Regions from separate parts of the Hordeum vulgare genome. Here all the other regions are linked to region 3. The links are chromatin contacts, called in public Hi-C maps. All regions are on one chromosome and are shown on one strand. Each heading gives the region's core, a stretch centred on a gene start, on an enhancer-like site or on the middle of the called end of the contact. The rest is flanking DNA. Distances are from core to core; before and after follow the strand shown. Region 1 holds the start of LOC123439471. Region 2 holds the start of LOC123442873 (probable E3 ubiquitin-protein ligase HIP1). Region 3 holds the start of LOC123442875 (DEAD-box ATP-dependent RNA helicase 20).

What was found. A called contact is a pair of places that touch in the nucleus more often than the background predicts.
Region 1: a Hi-C map of leaf shows a contact between it and region 3, with 5 times the contacts expected there. The contact joins the promoter of LOC123439471 here to the promoter of LOC123442875 in region 3. A contact is called at or near these places in 2 of 6 Hi-C or Micro-C datasets (leaf and seedling).
Region 2: a Hi-C map of seedling shows a contact between it and region 3, with 3 times the contacts expected there. The contact joins the promoter of LOC123442873 here to the promoter of LOC123442875 in region 3. A contact is called at or near these places in 3 of 6 Hi-C or Micro-C datasets (leaf and seedling).

Annotation. Positions count from the first base shown.
Region 1 is chr3H:39,931,376-39,934,660 of MorexV3_pseudomolecules_assembly, forward strand. It overlaps LOC123439471, which reads right to left and starts at 1,595. Exons shown (of 3, transcript XM_045116182.1): 1 at 1,519-1,595; 2 at 1,144-1,450; 3 at 17-1,037. The coding sequence starts at 1,440. The coding sequence ends at 285.
Region 2 is chr3H:40,160,171-40,163,722 of MorexV3_pseudomolecules_assembly, forward strand. LOC123442873 (probable E3 ubiquitin-protein ligase HIP1) reads right to left here and starts at 1,376. Exons shown (of 7, transcript XM_045119042.1): 1 at 1,229-1,376.
Region 3 is chr3H:40,745,797-40,749,402 of MorexV3_pseudomolecules_assembly, forward strand. LOC123442875 (DEAD-box ATP-dependent RNA helicase 20) reads left to right here and starts at 1,627. Exons shown (of 10, transcript XM_045119047.1): 1 at 1,627-1,881; 2 at 1,986-2,233; 3 at 3,341-3,520. The coding sequence starts at 1,826. LOC123442874 (mini-ribonuclease 3-like) reads right to left here and starts at 1,436. Exons shown (of 7, transcript XM_045119046.1): 1 at 1,164-1,436; 2 at 739-866; 3 at 430-519; 4 at 38-90. The coding sequence starts at 1,389.

The DNA of each region.
Region 1 (3,285 bases), core at 345-2,844, 810 kb before region 3:
CTCTTCACTAAATACGTGCCACATAAGCAAAGTTGTATTGGAGTGTGTAATGTTACTGCTAAGTTCCTCCCCATTGTGACCAGCCTCATAGAGTACCAGCCAATCGACACCACTGTTGACTCGTCAAACTAATCATGTTACCCTGCCGGCGTCATCAGCTACAGCTAGGATCTCTGCAATCTGAATGTCGGCAGCCATTGTTGCCATCTATCTATCTTATCTTACAGCACTAACAGCAGTTCACTTCACACCTCAAGATGATATATTCTGGTGGTAATCATCTACTATATGGACATGATTGAGTAATGCGACTCCAGAACCCTCTGCCTCTTGGTCTGTAACTGAAACTGATTGCTGCTGCTGCTGCTGCTATCATAGACCAGCTCTGGAGAAGCAACCTTGGCCAGAGCCTGCCTCACAGCCTCCTTGAGAGAATGCAGTCCAGCACGGCCTGCTGCTGCGCTGCCTTCCCCGTCCTCCTCCTTGCAGAGCGTGAAGACATGCTGCACCCGTCCTCCTAGGGATGTCACGTCCGCTCTCACCGTCCTCAGCCTCAGGCCATGGAGGGCCTGGATGAGCCCGGCCACGAGGTCCGGCCGGTCGTTGCAGCTGACAGACGCCTTAATGTAGAGGCGTCTATCGTCGTCGTCGGTGTCCCCGGTGCAGCAGAATTCGACGGAGACCATGTCGGCCTCCGGCGGGAGACCCGGCGTTTGCTGCGCGGCCTCGCTGGCTCTCCTCTTCAGGTGTCTCACTTGGTCCACCACCCTGGCTAGCAAGGCGGCCTTGTCCATCTGCAATGCAGAAGAGAAGAGACATTTTCCTGACAAGTCGCATAATAGCAGCGTACCGCAGTGCCCTACTTTATTTGTCTTATCATAGATAGATAGAATTGCAGGGTGAAAAAGTCTGATGAAATGTGAACACTTGTGCGAGCTTTCAATGTTCTTCTTCATAAAGCTCGTGCCTGATGCTGACATAAATAAAGGTGGATCGGAATTGCTTGAACTTCTTATTAATGCAAAGCTAGTTTCTTTCTGCCAGAAAAGCTGATCGATTAGCTATCGACAATAATTATGTGCAGCCGAGCTTTGTTTGGTTAATGCTTCGTAACACTGAAATGGCTAAGATATTGGCGCAAACCTGCTTGGTATCAGGGATCATCCTCCTGAGCGCGGCCAGGTGAGCGTTGATCCTCTCCCGGCGCCGGCGCTCGGCCTCGCTGTGGATCCTCAGGGCCCTCGCCTCCGTCGCGCTCCTCCCCGACCCCGTGGACGAGGACGTGGTCGACACCTCCGGCGGCCCAGCCGGAGGCGCCGAGGTGGCCTGCCGGGGCGCCATAGCCGGACCTCTGCACACCGTAGGGTCACAGTCACCGTGCGGCATCAGCTCATTTCCTTGTTGCAGAGATTTGCATGCCGCTGCCGTCCAGCCAAGCATCTTACAGCTTCTGCAAGAACAATGAAGAATGTGATTTTCTGACGATGAACCAGAAGACGGGGATAGGAGGAGGCTTACAATAATTAGTGCGGCGGCGTCTTGTCATCTCATTCTCTTGTTATATACTGTAGGATGGATATAGGACTGTCTGTGAGAGATGACCGCCCTACATACGCATCTATTTTCTCACATATCACATGTGGTGTGCCCTACCCCACTACGGGGATAATAATATAGGGGAAATCTCGGTCTCGGATTGGCATGGGTGAGGTGGCGTGTATGAGTGTGTCATGAGTCGGATATAGGAGTATGTAATTGGAAAGAACCATGCCATGCCATGCCATGCCAAACTATTGATTGCACTGTAGTGTACTCCGTGTATGTAATGGCTATGATCGCGAGAGGAAATAGGAGTACTATCTATGCACAGCAGCTAGCCTGTGTGCGTCGTATGGCATACGATGGGAATCTCAATGAAATTTCGGAATGCAATCCTCCGTGTATGTAGCGGCTATGATCGCGAGAGGAAATCCCAACGATTCGTATCTCGCTTTCAATGAAATTTCAACGAAAATTCGGGGAGTTTCAGTTATTTCAGTAAGCAGGTGCCAGAATGTTTCAGCACTTTCAGTTGGCCACAGCACACATAATCCTCCGTGCAGTGCCTGTGAGCGCGAGAGGCAGCCACGGACGGAGACGACGCCTACTGTTGGTTAAGTGATGATGAAGTTATCCGCAGCAGTGTCGGGCTTTGGCCTCTTGCAACCACGCTTCCACATCAAACCAGCAACTCCATTCACACTGTTCCGTCTATTTGCCGTGTCAAGCAACACAGCGGTTGCGGAACCGCTGTTCAGGTCAAAGCTGGTTATTTTCCGATCGACGCCATTTCTCGACTGCTTATGATCAGAAATTCAGAATACGTGATATGGAAGTCAGGAAATGGAACAGTTTTCCCTTTTGACTTATGAACATAGGAACAATATAGACACCATCATCAGTCGAACTTACATTCTGCGTGTGAACTTTGGTTCGAGCGTCCACACGCACAGCTGCCCAAGAAACAAGCGCGTGCTCTGTTTCAGGAACCCCACTAGCCAGAGGCAACACCACACTCCTCTGTTTGCTTAACACTATATTCCCTTCATTCCATAATAGTATGTCCGCGTTTCTTGAGATTTAAGTTTGATCATAAATTTAATCACCATGGTTAACTGCAATGAAAGCAAAAATTATATCATTAAAAACTTCATTCAAATACAGTTTCAATAATATAATTGTGGACAGTGATAGGCGTCGGACTGCCGACCGAAAACTTAAGTCCGGTCCAACGCCAGCCACCCGATACAGCTCTAGGAGGTTGTCAGATTTGTCCCGGAGTCGTCTTGTTCCTCCCTCCTCCATCTCTTTCTCCGTTTTCTCATCCGCCGACGAACCAAAGCCGCACGAACATCATGCGCAAGAGAAAACCCACCCCTCCCCGACCACCCCCAACGCAGATGACCTCGTCGGCTCGTCGCCGCTCGTCATCCTCGCTCCTGGAAAGCCGCAGTTCCAACATCCTGCGTCTTCCTCCTCGCCGCTATCGTCGACGGTCCGGACACCGTCTTCAGCCTCCGTTTCGTGTTGCCGCCCACGCCGGCCACCGGGATGCTCCTGAAGGTCGACTCCTCCGGTCGTCTGCGCGCGCTCAGCACGGCCTACTCCCCCACAGAGGCGCGTACCACGCTACACACTGCTGTAGCTTTTACAGGTGCCGGCTGCAGCCATTGTAGCATAAATTGATACCAGTTGTATAAAAAATCGACATCGATTGTTGCAAAAAATCCGACGAACTCTGACGAA
Region 2 (3,552 bases), core at 126-2,625, 590 kb before region 3:
CAGATAGCAATGTTACGTCTCCTTGAAACAATGTGTTAGCATGAAGTTCAACACGGAGTATGGACCGAGCTACCGCTGCAACTCAGGTATCCAAACATGAGAATGACTTCATATACTCCTATAAAACTAGGAAAGTAGATTCATTAGTAAATCCACTCATTACTTTAGCAAAAGAAACGGACTTTGTGCTATATTATTAGACAATAAGCACCTGAAAGTGAGATATGTAGCAAATCTGAAGAAATGTGGCAAAAGGGGGGAGCATTGCCCTCCTAAATGGAGTATATGGGCTTCTAATAACAAATTCCTGTTCTAGAATTTTAGGCTCCCCCAGATATAACAGCTGACAAAAACAGGGCATGGTTATAAGTCAATTGATGCATGAGGTAAAACATGTTAACTTACAAGTTATGTTTGATCAGTTAACCAAAAGCAAACAAAATGGTTGCTGACAGCAGAGCAGCGAGGGTCATTAAACAAACCCATCAGATTGCAAAGCACCTGTTTCTTTTGTCAGACAGGGAGCAATCTATCATGCACATGACCCACTCTGCTCTATCATCAAATTGATCTTATCCAGGAAAGAACTAAACAATACAAAAAAGCCTCCCGTCCCGCACCAAGGAGAGCATATCGACGGACCAATCCACCAACAAGAATGCTTCTTGGTGCCAGGGATTCTACAAGAAACGGTGATTCCAGAATTTTGAACCCGGGACCAGATATGGCAGGTGATAAAAACTACGGGATGCCTGTCCGCCAGCAGATAGGCCAGCAAAGTTTGAAATTCGTACGATGCGGTACCCAAAGCGATACGAAATGGCCGCGGAGAGCAGCTTCCCCCCTGCCACACGGCGCCTAAGATGCGAGCAAGATGGTACTCCTCCTATAATTGGAGAGAAACAGCAACTGGTGGGAATCAACCAAAGAAATCAGGAAAAATCTACACGTTTCCTTTTTGAGACGGGTGGGGGGCCAATCAAGCACGCACGTGACGGACCCCGCTCCATCACCAGGCAGGCAGGCTAATCCTATCCAGGCGGACGGGCGGCCAGCTAGCTAAACGGCGCAAACACGTGTCCCGCCCCGCCGCTCGCTGGCACGGCGGATCAGCCCACCCACCCACCCACGGCGCCGCCGCCCGCCGGGGAGGGGAGGGGAGGGGAACCGCAACGTAAAGCCGGAGGGGACGCGGCGGAATCGAGCGAATCGGGAGGGGGGCCGGTACCTGCGCGAGCGCGGCGGCCGATCCGGAGCGCGATCCGTCCAGATCGGCGACGGGGTAGGAGGCGGCGCTGCTGCTTCGTGGGCTCTGCTGCTGGGTTGTACGCAGGGAAGAAACAAATTTGTCCGCGTGGGTGGGGAGGGAGGGAGACGGTGGGGGCTGGGGGCGACGAAGCGGGGAGGTATTTATAACGGGAGAGGGCGAGAGCGTTTGGAGGGGTGGGCGGAGAAGGAGAAGGAGAAGGAGTAGGAGTAGGGGAGGCCTGCGTGGGTGGTGCGGGGCCCCGCGCCTCGCCACTTTACTGCCAAAAATAAGCGTCTCCCCTTGGTCGGTTTTCAAAATCCAAACCCCGGCCCCGCCTGCCAGCGAGGGGACGGCGCGGCGCCGGATGCGCCACGAGGGCGTCTGGGCAAGCGGGGGGGGGGGGGGCCACGTGTCGCCGTACAGCCGGAGGGACGCGGTTCGTATACGGATCGTATGGATACACGGGAAGATACGAGGGGGCCCGCGTGTAAGGGAGGGTTTGACTCACGGCGTGGTTTGGTTGGTCGCCTTTTTTTTTCTCCCCTTCGGAGAGGACGGACGCCTTTCGCCTTTGCTTGAAAGGCTCACCTTTGGCCCTGGGTGCCGCACACACAAACGCCAACTGCATTCTGGGCATGACAGGGCAGAGCCGGGTAAGATCGGCCTACCTATTAGCTTGCGCCTTTTCTTAGCGCAGCGGGTTCACGTTGCTCAAAAAAAAAAAAAATCAGCACAGCGGGTTTATTTCTTTCCCTTTCCAGTGCCTGTCACCCGGGATATGCTAAACAATTCTTCTCTTCTCTGGCGTATAAAAGCCCGTGTATATCTGGCTCTTAATTACGATTATTATTTATTTAATACTCCCTCCGTTCTTAAGTATAAGTTTTTTAAGAGATTTTATTAACAGATGACTACATACAAATCAAAATGAATGAATCTACACTTTAGAATACGTCTATATACATCCGTATGTAATCCTTGAGTAGAACCTCTAAAAAGACTTATGTTTAGGAACGGAGGAAGTAGTAGTGTATAAATATGCGTGTGCGCGTCTGCTGCGGTGTGTATATCTCGACTAATCCAGCGACGCGTGCATGGGCGATAAGTTAACGCCGGATGATTGCGATCCCGGTTGCTCCTTCGCTCCCGAGATCTTGCGGAATTCGGTGTGTGGATTTCGTCTTGGATTGTTACCTATCCCGTCTCTGTTTACGGGGGGTTTGACGTTGACTCTCGTAGCGTGGGGGGAGGGAGGCGCACGAAAAGGTCTGCGTCACTGTCCATCGGAGATCAGACCATGGCCCATGAGCGTTGTTGGCCCATCCCGGGCCCACGGCTCGGTGGGAGTCAGCTGCGACGGACGTGGCCGTCTTTTCTCTGTGCCCGGCTCGCGATCGCGCTGACGGAGGGCGGACACGCCGGGGGTACGTCGTCCACGTGGGCTTGGCTGACCTGTGGGGCCTACGGAAAAGCTCGCCACCAGCTTTGCAATTAGTCTTGCGCACCACGTACGTGTCGGTCTGGTGTGGGGCTGGGCTGGAGCCCACCATCGGTTCCTCCGTAACCCGTTCCGTGCGAGAAAAACGAACGTGTGCCAGGGCGCTGCAGCTGCGACCCGGCGAGCGCCACGGGGCAGAGAGCATGAGATGTGTGGTGTGGGTCACGTTCCAACGGCGGCACCACCGCGCAGCACGCGGGCCTACGGCTAGGGGCGAAGGAGCCAATGGATGGATAGGTAGCCCGTGACGCCTGAGGACCCAAAGCAACGCAGCTGCAGCACGCCATACCATACCACCACGCCAGGCACTAGTAAAAGAAATCACAGGGAAATTGCTAGTAGCGGGTAGCCAGGTGCCAGTAGCGCTCGTATTGATGACGAGCCTATACCTTGCGCCGGGCTGCCGGTCGATGATAAATGCAGATGCCGCGCCGAACTGTGTCAGCACTACATTGATCAAGAGTAGGAGTACTTTGTTGATTGATGAAGGGTGACTTTTTCCTTACTGGATGAATGCTCGTCTGGAGATATGCTGGGCGTAGTATACGCCCTCGCCAAAACTGTTCGGCGCAGTTTTTTTTACTGCGGGGGGAACTGTTCCTCGCGGTTACGGAGAGGATGCAGGGCCTGGTCAAGCCATCGAGGGTACGGAGAGAATAAAGGGTTGCGGTATATGCCTCTTTTCTGCGTAGTACTCTACACGGAGGCTCAAGGGGAAGGCCGTGTGTGAATTCGCTGACCAAATTTAGTACTTGGGCGTTTTACAGCCTTTACGGGGCGTCCTGCGCGTTCTGGCCAACACGCC
Region 3 (3,606 bases), core at 377-2,876:
AGAAACATGTAGGTACAAGGCACATAACATAATTTACCTTTCTTCTTCAGTTAGAAAATCCTCTCCCAGGAGTTTGTTCAGCAGCAGATCCTGAAGTAACGAAACAAATGACAATTGATGTGAAAATATGCCTCACATCGTGATGCTTCAAAGCACTCTCTTATATGCAGAAAACGGAATGAAAAGGCAAACAAAACGAGTGCTCTTCAAGGATTGAACTACAACCATTAAAATAACGGTAACTGAAACAACATTAGGAGACAGTACCAATTGAAATACGCGAAAAATGTCAATATGTAGGCTATGATACAATGGATAAACATAGATAATAAGATAAATTCTACATCACAATCAATGAATATACCATACTGAAGCATCTAGTCTATGTAAGCTGTTTGATCAGAGGATAAAGAAGAGCCATATCCAGACCTGTGATTCACATTTCACAACATCCATCACGCGCTTATTGTATTCATTGATGCTCAGTGGAGGAAAGAAGAAGTGTCTCCGAGCATAAAGCTGTATTACAAAGAGCAAGAATCAGATCATCTCACAACAAACAAGCTTGAAGTGGAAAACTAGTACACATTGTCTCGACATCGTCACAAACATCATACAGTAAATCCAGAACAAGTGAAGGTCAACAGTGACAGCTAGGCTGAGCTACATGTAAGATAACTACATAACAGCAACTGTAAAGTGCATAAAAACCAACGAATAAAATTGACCAGTTCTCACTTCATATATGCAGTCCCCCAAGTATGCCAGCGATGCCGCGTTGTAGAGTGAACGGGGCTTCTTCACCTCTGGCGCGGGCGGCAACCACCACTTCTCAAACCCCATGTACGTGCTTGTGCTCTTCTTTGCTAATACGAACCAACCAACAATCAGTTGACAGAATTACTCTCTGACTAAATAGTGCACTAACCACACGACCCTGACACCAGAGCAGGTCACGGCGACATGTAACTAGTTGTCATCAAGTTCTCGACGACACAACCGTTCTATCGCACTTGCTTTTAAAGTCAAAATCTATATGCAATTGCCTTGTACTACCAACTTCCAGTTGTTCACTGACAGCATGCTGCCAGAGCTTCAGGGGGGCAGAACGTGGAGCAAATGGCCGGGATGGCAGAGCTGAGGGAGGATAGATAGATAGATACCTTGGCCCTCGCTGCTGCGCGCGAAGAGGTCGGCGTGCGTGGGAGGGGGCGCGCGCGCCGGGGTGGTCGCCGTCGCCGGCGACTGCCCCAGTGCGGGCTTGGGCTTCGCCTTTGAAGGCTTGGGCACGGCGACGGTGGCGGCGCCCGGGTTCATGTCCCAGGCGGCGCGCACGCGGAACTGGCGGTGCCGCGTCGGCGTCGCCATGGTCGCCGCCACGGTGGCCATCGTCGCCGCAGGCAAAAACTCTCGCGCCGTCGAGGACGCAAATGGATAAACCGCCTCCCGCCGTGGATATTCCCACCCTTTTCCTCTGCTCGTGGCCCGCGCGGGCCCACCTGTCAGTGCAGTCATTGCCAGTTTACGCTTTTGTTAGACATGGGATACGCTTTGTATGTGGGGTTGTGCATTACGGTGAAATGCGCCTACGAGGGCAATAGCTCGAGCAGTCTACCCGAATGCCTGTTGAACTCGCCGCCTGTGCTTCGCTTCCAATTCGAATCGCCTCCGCCGCGGCGCCGCCATTAGCTTTGCTTGCTTCTTCTAGAAGAATTCCTCTTTCGGCTCGCCGAATCGAGCCCTCCACCGCCTCGGCGCACCCTCGCCGGAGCCGAGCCCCCCACCGCCCGCCGCTAAACCCTAGCTGCCGCCGGCGACGGCCGCCATGAGCCGCTTCGACGGCCGTGCGGCGGACCCCAGCTCCTACCGCGACCGCCGCAGGTAACCCGCCCCGCTCCAAACCCTAACAGTACCCATAACAATCCTGGTTGGTTACTTATTTCTGCCTGGTCCGGTTGGTTACTTATTTCTGCCTGCGTTCGCAGTGAGGGGGCCTTCGGTGGCGGGACGAGGGCGTTCGCGCCGTCGGGGAGACCGGATGCTGCCGCCGCGGCGGCCGCGGCAGAGCTGGACGGGCTGCCGCGATTCGAGAAGAACTTCTACGTGGAGGTTCCCGCGGTGGCCGGCATGACGGCGGAGGAGGTCGAGGCGTACCGCCGCCGCCGGGAGATCACCGTCGAGGGCAACGACGTGCCCAAGCCGGTGCGCGGCTTCCGCGACGTCGGCTTCCCAGGTTAGGCCGTGGTGTTCTTCGTAGCCCCTTTTATCCCCATCCGCTACTGTTGTGTTGCAGGCTTTCAGTTTCAGACGCACAAATTTGATAGAATCAGCAGGGAATAGGATAAATTTGTATGCTTTTTTAGCATCTCTGTTGAATTACTTAAAATCGAATAACAGGAATGTCTTCATTTAGCTACGGGTCTCCTTGTATCACATGATGCTCTGTTTCTATCATACCACGCTCAAAAAGCATACTTTTGATGCACGTATATGTAATTGAAGCAAATACTCTCATGTCACTGGGCTGAGTGCCTGAGTTGATCCTGTTAGCTGATTGGGAAACGGCTTGCCCTGTGAAGCAGTGATTCTCATTGAATCGCAATTTTAGGTAGTTAGCTCTCCATTGCCTACATATGTGAGTAATCAACACTAGGATATTAGGGCCTAATAGCACTGGTTCTCCTGCTCTTTCTCGTGCCAATCACTGCACTTATTGCTAGAAGATTAGTACTGTATTTTCATTGCTTTCAAGATACTTGATATGTGTTCGATGAACTGAAAACAAAATGGTAAAAGTATATATATTACTCCCTCTGTCCCATAATATAAGAGTGTTTTTGACACTAACGCTCTTATATTATGGGACGGAGGAGTACTTTTTTACCAACTAGGAGTTTTCTAGACCTCACATTGCATCACATTATAATCAGAAGGCTCATGCTTCTGGAGGATAGCACCATATTATGATACCCTCTGATGTCTGCCTTTGCTTTTCTCCACCTTTGTTCTTAAATTTATATTCTTTTTGTATAAAAACTGTGCTGTTTGTTTAAGAAAAATGATGCTATTCATAGATACATGATTATAATTTTGTTTACTTGGCGCAGCGGTACAGCTGTTGCCTTGTGATCTGGGTTCGAATCCTGGAAACAGCCTCTTACAGAAATGTAGGGAAAGGCTGCGTTCAAAAGACCCAAAGTGGTTGGGCCCTTCCCTGGACCCTGCGCAAGCGGCAGCTACGTGCACCGTGCTGCCCTTTTTTTTATGCTTCCTTAGCTTTATCATCTCACAGCCTTTGTTTCCACTTACTTACCTAAGGTCCTTCATTTCTTTTTTGCAGAATACGTGCTGCAAGAAATCACAAAAGCTGGCTTTACAGAACCTACCCCTATCCAGTCACAAGGTTGGCCAATGGCACTGAAGGGGCGTGATCTTATTGGCATTGCTGAAACAGGATCTGGAAAAACACTTGCTTACCTTTTACCTGCCATTGTTCATGTTAATGCTCAGCCTATCCTAGGTGCGAATATGCTGCTTATATTTCTTGATTTACTTTTCTGGAATCATTCTGAATAATAATAATAATCTGAAAGGCTGATACATTCT